Regions from separate parts of the Zea mays genome. Here region 1 is linked to region 2. A link is a contact called in public Hi-C data. All regions are on one chromosome and are shown on one strand. The core of a region is the stretch at or near the end of the contact, and the rest is flanking DNA. Distances in the headings are between cores, read along the strand shown. Region 1 holds the start of LOC100194372. Region 2 holds the start of LOC100502389.

Evidence for each region. Hi-C and Micro-C count contacts between places; a contact is called where the count stands out from the background.
Region 1: a Hi-C map of ear shows a contact between it and region 2, with 1.7 times the contacts expected there. The contact joins the promoter of LOC100194372 here to the promoter of LOC100502389 in region 2. A contact is called at or near these places in 2 of 25 Hi-C or Micro-C datasets (ear and tassel).

The regions. Positions count from the first base shown.
Region 1 is chr4:231,844,341-231,849,022 of Zm-B73-REFERENCE-NAM-5.0, forward strand. It overlaps LOC100194372, which reads left to right and starts at 3,165. Exons shown (of 3, transcript NM_001139407.1): 1 at 3,165-3,881. The coding sequence starts at 3,450.
Region 2 is chr4:231,461,122-231,465,534 of Zm-B73-REFERENCE-NAM-5.0, forward strand. It overlaps LOC100502389, which reads right to left and starts at 2,428. Exons shown (of 5, transcript NM_001323927.1): 1 at 1,753-2,428; 2 at 1-339. The coding sequence starts at 1,912.

The DNA.
Region 1 (4,682 bases), core at 1,915-4,414, 380 kb after region 2:
TACGCATTAGCCTCCGCCTCTGCTTCCGCCCCAGGAAAAGTCGGAGCTGTGTCCTCCTCGTCCTCTTCCTCTAGCCCAGCGTGATGGGTGAGATGGGAAGGGGGGAAATGTGAGGAGGCGGCCCATGGCGGAGCGAGGTAGTGGAAGGGGGCGAGTGTGACGAGCACGGAGAGGAAAAGTCGAAGGATGCACGAACAAACTCGTCGACGCAGATTCCTATGATGGACTGCCACCAGCAAAAGAAGTCGCCTTCGCATGGCGTCATGGAGCCACAGAAATAGGAGGAGGCGAGGAGCACGAGCCTTCTTATCGCAGTGTGTGCGGCGTGTGAGGCAATGGGCGGGCGGGCGACGGAGAAGACGGAGCGCGGGAGCTGTTTGGGGCAGCGGTTGAGGAGCGGATGGCGTGCGGCGTGTCCTAAGCGCTTGGGTGCGTGCGGTGGAGAAAGCAGAGCACGGAACTGTTTGGGGGCGGCGGGGCATCGCGAGGAAGGAGGGCGTGCGCGGCGGCGGGCATCACGGCGCTGGGGGAGAGGGAGGCGGGGCGGCGGCGGATCGATCTCGACCCGGGCGACCTCATATAGCTTCGCCGCCGGTTACCGTGACTGGAGGGGGGAGGCGGGGCGGCGGAGACTCACGCGGGGTGGGGGAGGGGGGACGAACGTGGGCGTGGGTAGGCGGACGGTGTAGATTTACGGAAGCGAGCGGACGGTGCAGATTGGCTGAAGGCAGAACCAGGGGAGGCAGCCTACCCCTTAGAGCCTTAATAGGTAGTATAGATATATTTTCCTTATTATTTATTTATGGGAGGAATAAATAGTTCCATTAAATCCCTTTTCCTATTTTCTATTTAATTTTTATTTATACTTTGAGCCCCCAAGTTTGATTTATGACTCTTTATTAAAATGTTTCACCACATTTTCATAAGTACAAAATGCCTATAGTGCATCATTTAATGAAATGAATAGTCATTTAGTTGAATCGAAAACCTTTCTATTACTTATTTTCTAAAATAATTCTTGGTTTTCAAAATTCAGTCCTCAATTTTCAACTCTCAAGTATAATTTGAGATATCTGAATTTATTATTTCATTTCTTCATATATTTATTTTGTTATTATTATTATATTTTTTGTATACATTTTGAGCCTTACACCTATGCCCTAATAATGGAAGAAGGGCGGGAGACACTGGGTGAAGCTGTCTAACCCATAGAACATCATGCTCAGGTGTTTTAATATTGAATATAAATTGTATATGGATACACATTTTTTTTGTAAAATAAAAAAATATAATCATGTCGGGCCAGCACTACGGGCCGAGGCTACAGCCCAAGCATGGCACAACGTTCTTGGCTCTTGCAAGCATTAGGTCGTTTCTGACACCACATTGACGCAATGGATTCCATGGTGTTTGAGGTTGCTGAATTGGATGGAACAACAATGATTTGTCACACTAACAGTAAAATGAAAGTTTATTTGTTGGTTTTAAACGTTAGTAATTGCTACGAAGTAGCATATTTATATGGAGCGCATCCAGTTTTTATTGATGTCTGACTTTAGCAACCACTCCATATTTTGTTCTATCTTTTTTATAAGTTTGAGTTCATGTGACTTATTTTAGAAACTTGGGATCACAAACTTTTTCTTATTTGGTCTCTGTATGGTGGAATTATGTCATTCTATAATCTCTTTTCATTCAGTCAGTCGTTGTGAACTGTCTTCTAATCGCTCACTTCATTGACCGTGTTGTACTAAGACATATTGGATAGAGTAAACAATAACATCAGTTAGCCAAATCAAAAAATATTATACGGAGAGCGGAGACAATTAATAAATAATATTGAGATTTTTTTGTGGATAGTTTACGTGAGTATTGTTATAAGTCGTCGCAACGCACGGGCAACCGACTAGTGCTTATTAAGTGTTGTGTTGTGTTTGAGTTTTTATTTGTTTGGGGCAGAAGCTAACGTTAAAAACTAATTGAAGACTTTGTTGTTGTGCCTTGAGATATGGTGCTTTTATCTAAAGCAATGTATCCTGTGCAACCGGCCATGCCGGTGGAACTATGCAAACGGCTCACGGCTCACGGAGGGCTATCCAATGCAAGGGCTACAGCGTGATGTGCAGCTGATTTGCATTTAGACGCCCGCCAGGCCGCCCGCGTCGGCACTTCTACTGTTAACCCCCGCGCACAAGTTGGACGATTCAGGACATATTTGGTTACCTAACTTTTCTGTCGTCTAAAATTAGTTCTTCAATTAAAACGAAAATATAATGCAGTTAGACACGAACTAAACCCCTCTTTATCCTGCTGCGCTGGTGAGGGTATCGTCTGGTTCCTGCTCCGGCCACATGCCTCGGTGAGGGCGCCGCTCAACTGCTCCTCCGTCCCGTAGTGCTTCAGGCAAGCGTCATAGTAACCGCATGTGTGGAAAACATGATGCAGGTAATTGCCCAAACAATGTGACAAGCAACGCTTGATTAATTATACAAGTAGATTGTTCCCTGTATTTTCAGAGACAACATTATTTGCAAAGAAAGATAGTGTGGTTCATTGTCCACCATTTTATTTGACCAATCCAAACATATTCAGCATTATTGTCACCACAAGACATTCATTAAGTCTAGAACTGCAAATTGATAGGCGTGGACAGTACCAGGGCGATATATGAGCAGGCACCGGCCAATGCTCTCACCCAATGCAAGCAGAAGGGTCATGGGAAAAACAATGCACCGGCATGGCCAGTTGCACAGGATATACGTTGCACTTTAAGGACTAGTTTGGGAACACTATTTTTCCAAGAGATTTTAATTTTACCAAGAGAAAATGAAGGTTTCCAAACTAGCCCTAAAAAATAGAAACCGCGTCCAAAAATGAGCGGTCAGTTTAAGATGCATGGATTATTTACCCCAGCTAAAAGGCCACAGATCTAACCAAGGTGGTTCTATAGATTGCAGGTTAAATTTTCACACAATGATCCCACATCCAGCACCACATTAAACCCTTCAGACATCTGTAGGGCCCATGAGATGTGCCAAGGTCGCAGTTAGGGTTGTGGCCTGGCCGCCGTATCAGTGCCAGTGGAACAGGCTCCCCCATCTAGAGCCGTCTCTTCCCCTGTATTTATGACTCTTGGTCCTCTCACATGACACTAACAAGATCAGCAGCAAACGGTCTACTCTTGCCTCTCCTTCTCTCTCTCCTCCGATCCTCTCACTTTTTCGAGCTTGTGCATAAAAGGAGATCGAGCAAGCAAAATTTTCCTCACTTTTCGCATACTTCCTCAGCTCCCACCCCTTCTTCTATGATCAGATTCATCAGAGGCTATATTTAGCACACGATTGAGACAGCAAGTACGTGCATAGGCCGCAGCTACAGCCTGCGTATATTCCTGTGCCAGCCGTGCACTACGGCACTTTCTTCCCTGCGCGCGGCGGCGGCGGCCACCAATGGAAGACGGCGGCATGTGCGAGCTCGTGATCGGCGACCACCGCAACCTCCGGCACCGCCTGTCGGGAGCCGAGGACCTCTTCAGCATCGTCGGGACGTGGGAGGAGCGCACGAACGGCGCCAGTGGTGGTGGTGGTGGTGGAGGTGGTTCTTCTGCGGCTGCTGTCCGAGCATATAGCCAGGGCTGCACTGCTGGCACCGCGGGAGCTAAAACGGCGGCTGGGACCAACAACAGCCGGCGGCGCACGGGCGACGAGGAGAAAGGCGGCAGCGCTCCCGCGCAGAAGAAGCACAAGGGTTCGTCAGCGGTGTCCGATGACGAGGGAGCGGCGAAGATGTCACACATCACGGTGGAGCGCAACCGGAGGAAGCAGATGAACGAGCACCTCGCCGTGCTGCGCTCGCTCATGCCCTGCTTCTACGTCAAAAGGGTAAGACTAGTACTTATAGCTAATAAGCTATAAAAAATCTAGTAATCTACTACTAAATTGTCTTAAAATATAGCAGTATATATATGCATTCGTTGCTCTTTTGTTCTACGTTTGACTTGCTAGTTAAGTACTTCCTACGTTTTAATTTACAAATTATTTGAGCCTTTTCTAGATACATATATATATTTTATATATATCGATCTAGATATATTGTATATATATATAGGTACAAAATAAAAGTTATATATAATCTAAGATAGAGCGTGTAGTATTCAGCAAATCTCTAGGTACGCATGCGTAATGTTCCATCGCATGATTTTTAATCTAATATAAGCCAGTTTCGCCCTTGCTTGATTTGAACAAAACAGGAGTAGTAATCCAAACTGAAAAATACCGCAGCGTCTTTGATTTTTAATCGAATAAGCTTTCCTTGCATGAATTGATCACAGATTCACAGCAGCATATGTATCCAACTGAAAAACGCCGCATCATATATTCGATTTTTAATCCATTAAGGCATTCCTGCATGTTTGTATAAAACAGCAGTAATCCAGCTGAAAACACACCGCGCCAAGACCGAGAAAAAAACACGACTAGCAAAACTAAGGGCAAGACCTTAAAAAACCGAATATAATACTCCTATATGCTGATATATGCATGTAGCTTGTTAATAACCTAGATTTTAGTTTTTTACTGACGACTGCAGGATCATGCATCAAATAAAACAACAACCATCCTCGTTTTACAAGGTGCAATAATCGGTGGAACTATACATACCTATTACACGCACCAGACTTGCAT
Region 2 (4,413 bases), core at 1,178-3,677:
GGATGCTGTTAACCACAGGCCTTGGTGATCTGTCTCTTGCTGTCGCTGGCTGCTTTGCTTCTCCTTTCCCTTCATGACGAATGCGCCGGTATTTTGCCTCCCGGACTTCCCTGCTGTCATCTCCGAGTGCAGGTTCAAGCTTCATGGTGCAGCAGCTGGGTACAAACCTCTCTTCTGACCCAGCTTCGATTTTATTGGTCTCTGCTTCTCGAACAGCACAGCTAGCTTCAGACGCTACTCCTTTCTTATCTGGTAAACTCTCGAGCACTTCAAGGTACTTCACATGCTCAGCAGTATCAGATTTATCTGAAGAAGTATCTGATCCTGAGTTCTTCTTTGCTGCGAATGGTTAACGGGAAAAAATGTGAACATGAGAATAGACAGAACATAAACATTCAGCTAATCACTGGAAATGACGGCACGTTTACAAGGAACAAGTATTCAAAACAAAGAATGAGTAATCGAGGATCCAAGAATTTGCACAAAATTACAACCACCTCCCTAACAAATTCTGCCAGTCATCAGTCAACACTGAACATCCTAAGATCATATTAGTGCAACAGCAAACACAGGACCAGACAGTGGCGAATGTTAACAGGAAACTAAAGAGAGAATACAGAATTGCAAGTGGACCAGTTTAAATAGTTGGTTCCAATTATTTTCAGATTTTTAAATGAATGGAGACTCGTTCAAACAAGAAAGACCTTCCCTGTTGCCAGCCACAGGCCATTTTTTGTATCCAAAGAAATGCGTAGAAGTGACCATCACAGTGAAGGTCTAGAAAATTCAATGGGTTCAAGCTTTTTCGGTTTGGGAACCACAAAAACCGAGATACTGCCTAGCAATGATCCATGCTCTGAGTCATAAAAGTGATAAGATCAAAATATTCAAGCAATGTAAGGAAAGATTCATTCCATTTACAACCCACCGCATTCTAAAACAAGGTACCCTTCCTGTTCAAGACGTTACAAAATAACCAACAGAAACCTACACCAAGTGGAATGTCCCAAAATATAATCTTTGTAATTTTGATAAAAAGGGAGGCCGGCAGTGGGGATGGATAGAGGAAAAATTGCCTATGAACTCCAGGCATTTGGGGTACGGAAACTAACTTTGGCGGCAGGCTGTGAAGAAACAAGATTTGGCGCGAAATTACTGCCAAAAAGAGTTGGGTTCACCAAAGACAGCAGTTTTATTTACTGTGCCATCGTACCAAGTGTGGCAGGATGGAGGCCAAATCGGGAAGAAGTTGCGAATAGCCGAATACAACAAATGAGGCCTAAAAGAAGGAAACGAGCATTTGACAACAATGGGGAGCAAAAGAAAAGAAATAACAATACTAAACAAAATTGCTTACTTCCGTCATTTTATTTTAGTTGTCGCCGGATAGTGCAAAATTGAAATGGAGAGTAGAAGTTAAAGGAAATAAGCCGTAAAAATGGAATCTTTGGGAAGAAGAGGACGAAACGAGCTGGTCATATCGGCATCCCAGGAAACCGCCCAAGCAGCAACCAACCCAGCAGCAGCAATCCCCACGGGCTCATTTCAAAAATTAACCATGTGTTTTGACGAGAACAATGCCACATTGGGGCAGATGAACTGATGATTAGCGTGAAATTAACTTGCTGATCTAATTCAACAAAAATGCAAGTGGAATGGGTACAGCTAGAAGAAAAATGATGCCCGATAAGAACAGAAGAGAAGTAGGGGAGGTAGTGATTGCAGATGAAAAAAGATGGGAGATGCACCAACCCTGGAGCGTGGCGCCGCAACCGCCGCAGACGTAGACGGAGTAATTGGGCAGCTCAGGCAGGAGCTTGTCGCACTTGGGGCAGCGCACCACCCGTATCTGCTGCTGCTGCGGAGGCGGGCGCTGCACCGCGGAGCCGGAACCGTCCTCCTCACCCTCCATGCACAATGCCGGCGGCTCCTGAGGCCTTCGCACAGCACGACGGAATCCCTTCCCCTTGTCCCGCCGCTAGTCGCTCACAGCACCAACCGCCGCCGCCGCGACGGACGCATATTAGGCAGTGGGTGGAATCAAGGGGACGCGAAGCGGCTGCGCTCAGGAACGGACCGACGGGGGGAACAGAGGAGCAATGCGCAGGAAGGGCGAGCGCAGCAAGGAAGAGGGCGGAGAGTGGCCCGGAAGAAAAAGGAAGCCGTGAGGACTGGGCAGAACCGCAGGAGAGGAAACCGAGAACGACCAGGTGTGCGCACAACCGCAACGCGACGCAGAGACAGGAAGGGGAGGGGGGAGAAGAGGCCGAGCAGGCGGGCGACCGTGATGAGGCGCCGCCTTTTCTTCTCTCGCTTTCTCTTTCTCTTCTCTTTTACTCCCGCGCGGGGTGGGTCTCCCAAATGCCCGGGCCAGCAAAGCTCCCTCCCTTCCTTTGCGACTGCCTTGGGGTCTCCTCCAACTTCGGCTGCTGTCTTTCCTCTCGCTCTCTGTCTCTCGAGCTGGTTTTTTGTTGAGCGCCGAGGTGGTCAGGTGAGGGTCGTGACCGTGTGGGACGAAGGCGGTAGCCGATGGAGTCATGGAGGTCAGGACTTAGGAGGGCAGAGTAAAGAGCAGGGCACGGTAAAAAGTGTTTGTTTATGGAAAGCTGCAGTGCTCTGCCCACGCGGTACAGTACATCAGATTCGGGCGTTCAGCAGGCCCCACTTGGGTAGGGATGGATTCAGATCCATGCATATGAAAACTAAAACGAATTTAGGCGTAACTATTTACCGTATTTTAATTTAAATATAAATATTATTGAATATGAATAATAAATAAATAATTGAATTCGGATCGGCATTCGAATACGGAATACTTATTTGACTTGGAATATAATATTATAAAGAGATTCAGGTTGTTTTTATCGATGACTTTATCATCGGTAAAAAATCATGTTACGAGTAAATTATGAACGTAGTATGTAGATACCTTATGAGCATATTCATTAATAAATACATATATATTCTTTAACAATAAAAATATATGGCACACATAAATATATATTATACTTTGACATAAGGCTGCAAAATCTTCTAAAACTTTTGTGTCATGTTTTTATCATCAAAATACGTGTCATGTCAAATTTCGGAATTTTTTACTACATTTACATATTCTTTTATAATTTCTATAAACAGATATCCAGTAGTTCGTTTAATTCATAGAAAATAGTAAATATGCCAAGAAAATTAAATTTATAATTTCAAAAATTAATGAATACTCTATATGAATGTGTACTAGAGTTTAAACGAAAATAATGAAGAGATTGATCCATATAGTGTTCTCTTTGCCTCCTGTTTAGGAGCCAACACTATCCTTAATCCCAAGGCGTCCCCACTAAAAAGAATACTTCGAGCAAATTTATATTTCCCGTTCTCAAGTTCATACTCGCTAATTTTAGCTTTTAGTTTAGCAATGTGTTCATTCAATTTCTTAATCAAGGCAATATTTGCAACAAAAGCATCAACATCTATATCTTTGCATCTAGACCAAATGGAAATATGCTCAACAGAAGATGTAGAAGCATGGCAAACATTCGATTTCTCAATCTTGACTTTAAGATCTATTTTTCACCATTAAGATAAGAATTTGAATCATTCCAAACATTTAGGTCATGGGTTGAAGTTTTATTCATTTCCTTTTCATGGGCTATGGTTTTCTCAAGTTTTCATTCTTTCTAGTTTCATCAACGAGTAGATCCTCCTGCTTCTCTAGGAGTTCATCATTCTCGTTGATGGTCTTAATTAATTCAATAAGAGGATCTGGAGTATATCTTTTTCTTACTCTCCTTAGCCATTAGTCACGTGTGGTTGGCCTTGGGGAAGATAGCACTTTTGTTGAATTGAAGGCGGGTGGCGATGCCTTCGTCGTCGTCGGAGTCCTCATCTGAGTCCCACTCCTTGCCAATATGGGCTTCACATCCCTTCTTCTTAATGAATAATTTCTTCTTCTCAACCATCTTCTTTTCCTTATTCTTCTCCTCTTCTCTATCATCATCCTTAGCATATGGATAGTTATCTATGAAATGATCGGTCTTACCACATTTGTAGCAAGCCCTCTTGCCATGGGACTTATAATCCTTGTCCTTCTAGTTCCTTAGGATTTGTCGGAAGCTTTTAATGTTGAGGGTCATCTCCTCATCATTGAGCCCATAAATGTCTATGGTTTCCTCCTTGCTTGGGGGCTCCTCCTTCTCGGTTGCGGCCTCAAGGCGATGGGTTGTGGCTCGGTGGTGGTGACATTGCCTTGTGCCAAATTCTCAACGTGCTTGGAATCCTTAACCATCATCTCGTGGCTAAAGAACTTCTCAAGCACTTACTCCAGAATGATCTTACTGTACCTAGGATTCTCACAAATTAAGGTTACAAGAGTAGCATTACCGGAGGTAAAAGACCTTAGCATTAGCTAGACGGCTT